Linked DNA regions of Sus scrofa: region 1 is linked to region 2. Evidence: chromatin contacts called from public HiChIP or PLAC-seq data. All regions are on one chromosome and are shown on one strand. Each heading gives the region's core, a stretch centred on a gene start, on an enhancer-like site or on the middle of the called end of the contact. The rest is flanking DNA. Distances are from core to core; before and after follow the strand shown.

Region 1 (4,292 bases), core at 499-2,998, 2.0 Mb before region 2:
AGGTTTCATTGCTGGATTAAACGCTCAGGTATAGACTTATATTCTACCTACTAGAAATTATATTACAACATCACAGAGCTCCCTTGGATACCCAGCCCTTCCTAATGATTTTCAAAACATTAATAAGTAAAGTAGCCTGCAATGCAGATAAGACACTAGAAATAAGATCAGAAGCAAACTGGGTGAGGCGGGTAGTCGTTTGCTTATTACCTGGTGCCTCTAGAGGAAAGACGGTCGTAGGAGGACTTTCTGCCCGCAGGTACAATCCCGGCAAGGTGGCTCCAGGTGGCTTTCACAGTCGTGCGCGGGTCTCGCTCGTCACTTCGCTGCCCTTTGCCATAGCTCAGCACCCGCATCCTAGGGAGTCCGAGAGGCGGCTCCTGCCACTGCCGCCGCTGCCCGCAGGTCGCGCTGGGTGGAGGATCCGTGGCGATCGCCCCATGAAAACCGCGTTTCTGCACCCGGGGAGCAGGCAGAGGCAGGGCGGCCGCGCACGCACACACAGACACACACTCAAACACACACACACACACTCGCACCCAGGCGCGCGCGCACTCGCACTCACACTTGCACACGCAAACCCAGTACAGCAGGATAAAGGAAAAGCAAGGAGAGAACTGGTCCTTCTCACGATCGGCTTCGATGCCCACCGGACCACGGGCAGCAAAGAGAGTGGTCTGGCATAGCCGTTTGATCACGTTTCCTTCAAGTTCTCCTCCAACCCAAATCCACGTAATTCAAGAGCTGGTGACATTTTGGTGGGGAGGAGAGATCCAGGAACCGGCTGTGAAAGAGTCGAAGAGTCGGGGATTTTGTTGAGCAGTTTGAAAGGCAATTCTCGTTACCTTATTTGTGCTGAAACCAGCTCGACAGGCTGAACTTTTGGCTTCAAATTATGTGGACCGAAACGTATCCTTCTGGCCAAGACAGGAAGGTCTAGACGTACAAAAACAAGACGGCTGCAAGACCCTCTGATGACCTTGTGATGTACCTAGAAGCAGGCGAATACTGGCGCTTTCCAAGCCTCTCGGTAAATCAATCCAAACACGAGGGTCCACAGCTGAGCAGCCTTTCTGACTCCAGCCGGGAAAATGGGTCGGGGCGTCCTCCGCGCTCTGCGAAAACCGGTGCATCGAGGGGCACCGCCAAGTTAACACATTTGCTTCTGGGCCGTTGGATAAAAGACAGTCAAATGCATCAGATAAGCGCGCGCGCACATACACACACATACACACATGCACGCACGCTACTAGCTGGAGACCGGCTTACAAAATATATATACATATATATGCCAAGATGACTTGAAAAGGTAGAAAAGATCCTGGATCTTTCGGGAAAACGGAAAGGCCAACAGGAAGGTTATGAAAATCTTCCCAGGTCTTTCATCTTCCGCTCTCTTGTGACTGTTGTGTCCGTGTTTGTATTTCCACAAGGTTTTCTTGATCTGCCCCACCCCCGTCCAGTTGCGCTTTTTTTCTCTAGATATAAACCAACCATGCAAAATGGATTATATGGGTGGGTTGCGCTCACAAGCCAAAGCTCCACAAAGTCTAGAATCCTGAGGGAGCAGCCAGCTGCGAAGCCATTCCCATCCTCGAGGGAAGAAGGAAAAACACGCGCAAACACACGCACACCGCGCGCACGCACACACAGAATCCTCCGTTCGGCCGCTCCGCATACGCCGGCCGCTTCCTTGCGCGCCACTGCACACACCGCCCCGCCCGCTGCCTGCCACTGCTGGGCGAGTCCGCCGCTCAGGCACGGAGCTTGAAGCCCAGCTCACGCGCTGCGGTTGCTGCCCCGGGCGTGCCCGGCTACCCAGATTCACGCGTCGGCGTGTTCGAACCGCGGCAGCCGCCCGGCTGGGAGGAACTGCGCCCGGCGCTGCCGCATGGAGGCGGCGGCGGCGGCGGCGGGCGCGCGGCCGCGGGCCCGGCCCTAGCCGCAGTGACAAGAGCTGCCACGCCACCCTGACTCCGAGAGTCAGGCGAGACCCCCGCCAGGCCTGCAGCTCAGCCCTCAGCGCCTCGGAGCCTGGCGTGTTCCGGAGCAATTTACTCAGGGCTGGAGGAAAGGGCCAGCCAGGCGCCAGCAAATCCCGCGGCCTCGGAGGCGCGGGGGCGTTGCAGGCAGGGGGAGGGGAGACAGCAGAAGACCTGGAGGAGAAAGGCGAACTTCCAGGGGCGTCCCAAGCCTCTTAGGAATGCAGGACTTGCTGACTCCCCACTGCCCAATGGTTACGGTATAAAGGACGCGGTTACCCGGTCAGGTTGTGACTGCTACCGACAGAGAGAAAAGCCAGTGGCCATAACCCTTCGAGAATGTCTGAGATGGAGGGCTGCTGACTTGGGGTTTCAATAATCTGCAGCTGGCTTCCAGTGTCCCCTTAGTGATTGTTTGCTTACTAATCAGATGGGAGCAAAAGCTGAAAAGAACTTTGTATTTCATTATTAACTCAGCATCAGACATTACAAGGGCTGCAGTTGACCACATTTCCGTATGACAAGAGCAGAAAGCAAACCCCAGAGTAGTCACAGACCAGATCAGGCCACTAAGGCACTGGGAACAGGTCTGAAGCTGGAAAGAAGAGGAATGGGGAGAGAGCCAGGCAGGGCCCCCGTGGTTGGGGGGGTCTGCTTTTCTGGCCACAAATCCGGATTTCTCTCGTGGATCCTATCTTCCCTCCCTCCACGGTAAAGGCTTCCTCCTGGGAACCCCGAGTGAAATAAGCTGTTGTGTCTTCTAGAGCCAGGAAAGCCTTTCTTTTCTCTTTAACCAGTTCACCAGCATGTGGTCGTGGGCTCCAGTTAGCGCCTCCCTCACAGCTTGGATCTTGTTTGGACCAGAAGCCAGATTAAACCCAAGGAGAGTGAAAGAGTTAGGAGCTGCGGAAGGAAGTTGGCTAATAAGGGCCTCTTTCTTGTCTACTTGGCAAAGCCACGTGCTAGTGGCCTCCTTGGATAGGGCGCTCTCGAATCTTTCTACCAAGAGACCTCTCCCAGGCTTCAGCGTTGCCCTGCGGGTGCAAAGATGAGCTCACACCCGAGCACACCAACGGGCTTTCCCAAGCGCTTACACGTGCACCCATGCATAGGCAGGACACACACAGCTGCCTATTTCGGGAAAGAATGCGAGGCGTGTTGTGCTTGAAGTGGAAACAGCTCGCATCTACTCCATCCTCTTCCCCTCTATGCCGCCCACCACCCCCGATCCGGGCTCCGGATCCAATCCGGGTTTTAGGAATCCCCGCAACTCTTCTGGAGGCTTTGTGCTGAAGGGGTGCGACTCCGGGGCTGCGGTTCAGGCTGCGCCTTCTCCCTCCTGGTCCTCTGGCGGCTCCGCGTCCGGGGCTCCGGGAAGAGTTCCACCAAGCCCGGGTGGCGCCAGACGATCCTAATTCGAGAGCTGGAGTCAAACTCGCGCAGCAGAGGGACCGTGCAGCGATACCTCACAAAAATAAGCCAATGGGATACCGCGGACAAATACATCAGCGGACACCGCTGCAGTCCAGGAGACTCTCCATTAAAACCATCAGCGCTTTCCCTGTGGCTTTCTGTCCCTCGAAGTGAAAAAATGAAGTTTCCGTAAAGTCCAGGGCAAGAACCTGCAGCGAAATAAGTCCAGGGACTCCCGGAGAAACTGGGAGAGAGTGCTTCCATCTTCATTTCACTTTAAACTTGGCCGCTTTCTGGGACTTCACTGAGGGGCGGCGGAGTCGCACCAGCCTGGACCACAAGCTGATTCCAGCGAGCACTTCCAAATACTTTAGGACGCGGGGGTGACTCCTTTTTTCTTCAGGATTGTCCCACTTGCCACCCTTCCCTGCTGAGCGGATAGGAACCGCTTAAGACCGGGAGATAAAGGTTTGCAGTTCCCCCTGGGGACCAAACTATAGAGAGAGAGAGTGAATGAGAAATCCAAAGACTTTGCACTGCTGGACTAAATAACTTTTCTTTTTCATTTCCTTCCTTTCTTTTCTTTTCTTTTCTTTCTCCCTTCCTTTTCTTTCTTTCCTTTTTCTTTCAGGGCGGACCGAGGTGAGCAGGGGGCACACTTAACCAGCTGTAAGAAGACCAGGGCTGGGAGCAGAGCAGTTAAAATATCTCCTTGGGTGGTTCTAAGAGGGTGTGTGTGTGTGGTTATAAGAGGGTGTTGGGGGGTATGAGAGGGGTGTGTGTGTGTGTGTGTTGCAAAAGAAAGATGAAATCCATGTCTCTTTAATGTGGGGAGTAGTGATGTGTAACTTTACAGTGTTCTTTTATTTTGCAAGCCCTACCAAGCTCACAAAAACA
Region 2 (4,825 bases), core at 2,191-4,690:
ATCCTAAGTGGAAGAAGCTAGACACAAGAGATCATATATGTTGTATGATTCCATTTATAGCAAATGTTCAGAAACAGCAGATTTATAGAGACAAAAAGTGCATTAGTGGCTGCCTGGAGGTGGGAGTGGGGACTAGCCGTAATGGGCATGTGGAATCTCATTAAAGGGATGAAAATGTTCTAAAACTTATTTACAGGGAGTTCCCGTCGTGGCTCGGTGGTTAACAAATCCCACTAGGAACCATGAGGTTGTGGGTTCGATCCCTGGCCTTGCTCAGTGGGTTAATGATCCGGCGTTGCCGTGAGCTGTGGTGTAGGTTGCAGAGGCAGCTCGGATCCCACATTGCTGTGGCCCTGGCGTAGGCCAGTGGCTACAGCTCCGATTCGACCCCTAGCCTGGGAACCTCCGTATGCCACGGGAGTGGCCCAAGAAATGGCAAAAAGACAAAAAGATAAAAATAAAAAAAATAAAACTTATTTACAGTGATGGTTGTAAAATTTGATAAAACTACTAAACTGTTGATGTGTATACTTGAAACGAATTACATATGAAAAATGTATCTCCATAAAACAGATTTTTAAAAAGTCAGAGAACATCAGCTGCAGGGAACCTTGCAAAAACTCTCTACTTGACAGACGAAGATAAGTGAGGCCCCAAAGGGTTAAGCAACGTGTTTAAATGTCACCCAGCTATATTACTACAAAAGCAAAAAAGAAAAAAAGATCAAAATCCAGCTTACCCTCCCACTCAGTACAGTATTACCTCTACTAAAAATGCTCAAGGAATTTTTTAAAATTGTAATATTAATCACATACACTTCTTTGTGAGGTGTTCTAGAAGTATCAAAATTTAAGGATCAAAAAGGAAAATTAAAACATTTTAAAAATCCATGAGAATTTGATATTCAGAAAAAATAAAAACTAGAAAAACTCATTCATCACTCTTTGAGGCCAAAGAACTTACTTTCAAAATGGGTAATAAAAGAAAAAGAACTAGGCATTTTTTCCTGTCTTTTCAATAGGAGAATAGGAGCTGTATTTCAGGGTAACTAAATGTTGCCAGTTTGTTAAAGAAAGCTTCTCCTATCCAGAAGAATGAAAATTAATAAATATAAATGGAACAAAAGACTTAGAAATTATTATTTTGCAACTCATAATAAAATTATGATTCAGGCAAGAATTATCAATTATTGTTAAGGCTATTAAGTGAATCATTGATGGAGGAGTTGGACATTTGTAGAAAATAACATCTCACAGATTACTTAGAGAAAAACAAAACACAAAACTTTATAAGGAGGGAGATCAAGATGTCACCAACCTAATCAAGCCTTTAACATTAATATGTAGGTTTATTAGAAATTCAGGGACTAGAGTAGTAAGCTAAACACCAAGAGAAAGTAGCCAAACAATTACAGATGGGAGATATTCTACAGCACAATAAGCCTCCTGTAATTAACTAATCAGAGAGACCCCAAAAATGAGTGCTGGGAAGAGGGTGACTATTCTAGATTAAAAGAAGCTTTAAATACAAACTAAAACAAGTGTGGCCCTTACTTGGATCCTGATTTGGATATTAGTTGGGATCCTTACTGCTGAGCCTCGAAGGGGAACTTCCTTTTTTTTGGGGGGGGGGTTGTCTTTTTAGAGCAGCATCCATGGCATATATAAGTTCCAGCCTAGGGGTCAAATCGGAGCTGTAGCTGCCGGCCTATGCAACCGGATCTTGGTTTGGATAAAACATCTATAACAAACATTTGGAAAATAACTAGATAAACTTGAAGATGGGTTATTAGACAACAGAAGTTTTTCAAGTGTGATAGTTTTGTTATGTAATAATACGCTTTTAAAGAGATGCACACTTAATTACTATTAAGTGGGAAATCTAGATGTCCATGGGTCACTCAAAATATTTCAATGATGGAGATCCCATGGAGGTGCAGCAGAAACGAATCCCACTAGGAACCATGAGGTTGCCGGTTCCATCCCTGGCCTCGCTCAGTGGGTTAAGGATCCAGGGCTGCCGTGAGCTGTGGTGTAGGCCGGCAGCTACAGCTCCAACTGGACCCCTAGCCTGGGAACCTCCATATGCCGCGGGTGCGGGCCTAAAAAGACAAGCCCCCCCCCCAAAAAATGAATGCTTTTAAAAAATAAAAAATTTAAATCCAAGCCTCAACTTCCTAATTCACTGCTGTTTCCATTAATGCTCATTAATCCATTCATAAGATATAATAATAACTGCATAGAAAAATCTCTTACAGACAAGAGGTTCAGAGAAGTGACCTACCATGAATGATAGCTTCCCCCCCCCCACAGGTACCGAAATGAAGATAACTGAGGTACCAACACAATATTATTGGTAACGGGCCTGTGCTAGGCATCAAAAGGCATGGAAGCATTATGAATGGAGAGTTTTGCCCTCAGAGGGCTAAAAATATCCAGGAGAACAGCTTCTGAGAGTTAGCCACAAATAAACACGGCTGTTCCAAGACCCTAGTTAAGGCTTTGAAGCGGCAGCCTCATTAAAGCGATCCTCAATTATTACATAAAATCGCTTATTTCTTTCTGACTTCACTGCTCCTTACAGTCAGTTAACTAACTACTTCCCGAGTTGTGATAAAGTTAGGACACTCTTTCGAAAAATCCCTCCCTCAAAAACCGGGCGCCGAGCTAAAGAAAACCTTTACCATAACAACAAACTTCTTTACAATTAGAGCCCCCAAACCTGGAACTCAGTCTCCCTCAATCTCTGGATAAGAGACTAATTATCAACCAACAGATCTAACCCATTTGCCCTTTTTTTTTCTCTTCTCCCTCAAAATCCAAAGGGTGGCGCTGTCCTCACTCCTTCCCCTCGCACCCAGGTGTGCGCTACTGTCCACTCCGAGGTCTGACCACGAGGGAAGGTCCGCTTGCGGCCTGTGTCCAGCCTCCCCTCCCCGCGCTTCTCCTCTCCTCACCCAGCCCCTCGGGTTAGCCCGCGAGGGCGCCGGTCCTGCTGCCTTAGCGGCTTTTTCTCAGAAACTCCCAACAATTCTCTGCGGGGGAGGGGGGAGGGGAGGTTAGGCTGAAAAAGACCCAAGCCGGCACTTTGGCTCTGAGTCCTCAGCCCAGCAACAGGAAAACGTATAATGAGAAGCGTCACCGCCCGCTTACGCTAACGCGAGTTCCGCCACTTACACTGCCTGAGCGCCCCAGTTAACCGACTTACAAACAAGACGGGACTCGGCGGTCTCTGTGAGACGGGAGGGGGCGCCCAACACCGGCACCACCAGCGCTTCCCCACCCCCGTCCCGACAGCCTGCGTGCGTCAGGAGTCACGTGCCGCGTCTCCCTTTCCTACCGGCAACCGGGCGCTCCCTTCTTCCGGAAGTAGCTCCGGATCACGCCGGGCTCCTCCCACCACTGGTGACGTCAAACTCAGGTCCTACCACTGCTCTGCCTCCGCCTCCAGGCGCGGGGAGGGCTGCCGTTTCCTTACAATTAGTCCTGCCGCTTCCGGGCCCCTAACCAGTAAAAGCAAGGATTTTGAAGTTCCTGAGTGTGTAGGCCTCGGACGCGCGTGAGTAAAGTTTGAGAGGCCACAGGCTGGCTGTCTGGAGGCCAACCCCGCAGAGGCCTTTCCCCCTCTCCGCAACTTGTGCTGTACTTGGTTCCGCCGAGACCTACGACGGTTCCGCCCCCTTCTTCCTTGTCATTGATGTTGTTGTTCTTGTCAGTGCCGCAGCCCCGACCACCGGGAGCCGGAACCCGAGCAGGGGCCGCCCGGGTGGCGCGGTGGCGGCGGCGGCGGCTGCGGCTGCAGCAGCTGCGACGGCTGCGGGGGCTGCTCCGGGGATTGCGGAGGCGGCCGGGGACCGGCAGCCGGCGGCGGGGCCGGATGGCTCTGTGCGGGCAGGCGGCAGGCGCTGCGTCGCTGCCCAGCGAGCTGATCGTGCACATCTTCTCCTTCCTGTCCGCCTCCGACCGGCTACGGGCCTCGGCCTCCTGCTCGCACTGGCGCGAGTGCCTCTTCTATCCTGCTCTCTGGCCCCAGCTCCGCATCTGCCTCCGCGTCTCGCCTGCGGAGCAGCCACGGCTCGAATTCCTCATGCGCAAGTGCGGCTGGTTCGTGCGAGAGCTGCGCGTTGAGTTCGCCGCGGAGAATTACCTGAGCGGCGGCGGCGGCCCGGGCGATGGAGGCAGCGCCGACACCGGGACTGGCGGGGAAGAAGTCGAAGCCCTGCAGCTCTCATCCCGTTGGCTAGAAGTGTTGCGCACCTACTTAGAGCTGGTGCTGTGCGTGCTGGTCAGCATCCGGAACAACAGGTAGGCTCGTCGTGGACCCTGCATTCATCCTCTTCTCCCGCTTCCTCCTCTCCCGGGGAGCAGGATGGCCTTCTTCCTCTCACCTCAAAATAGATTCTGTGCGGATACTCCCGGCCCGCTTCAGCGTTGCTTTTTTCAGTGATTAGGGGTTTCAGTTTTAATCCAGCGATTTCCTTGAGGCGGGAGGGCATAACGGGATTATCGTAATACTTTATAAACAGTGATGGATTTGGTGTTTATCAGACAGCATTCCTGGCACCTTCCAAGCCCTGTCTCATTCGTACTTTCGTTGGCAATGGGATGGAGTTCATTTTACAGATGAGAGCTGAAGCTTGGAGGGTGAGGCCTGTGAGTGAGTCTTGGGAGAAACAAAATCCTACCTGATTTTTTCAGTTCTGAATCTATCCATTCAAAATAGTTCGTGGTGGGGAAGGACTAGCTATGCTACTGGTTTCTCATAGTTACTAGACTGTACCCCCCCAAAAAATCTTTGACAGCCATTTTCTTACTGGGAATAGTTT

Evidence for each region. HiChIP or PLAC-seq counts read pairs in DNA pulled down with a chosen protein or histone mark.
Region 1: a contact with region 2 is called in an H3K27ac HiChIP or PLAC-seq map of skeletal muscle, with 9 times the contacts expected there. The contact joins the promoter of LRFN5 here to the promoter of FBXO33 in region 2. A contact is called at or near these places in 1 of 5 promoter capture datasets (fetal liver) and 1 of 2 datasets of contacts at active chromatin or transcription factors (skeletal muscle).

What each region holds. Positions count from the first base shown.
Region 1 is chr1:171,903,586-171,907,877 of Sscrofa11.1, reverse strand. It overlaps LRFN5 (leucine-rich repeat and fibronectin type-III domain-containing protein 5), which reads right to left and starts at 1,748. Exons shown (of 6, transcript XM_021101105.1): 1 at 211-1,748. It overlaps LOC110262077 (a long non-coding RNA gene), which reads left to right and starts at 2,414. Exons shown (of 2, transcript XR_002346604.1): 1 at 2,414-3,863; 2 at 4,027-4,292.
Region 2 is chr1:169,914,471-169,919,295 of Sscrofa11.1, reverse strand. FBXO33 (F-box only protein 33) reads left to right here and starts at 3,440. Exons shown (of 4, transcript XM_001926592.7): 1 at 3,440-4,304. The coding sequence starts at 3,697. It overlaps LOC102162695 (a long non-coding RNA gene), which reads right to left and starts at 3,496. Exons shown (of 12, transcript XR_002338918.1): 1 at 3,208-3,496.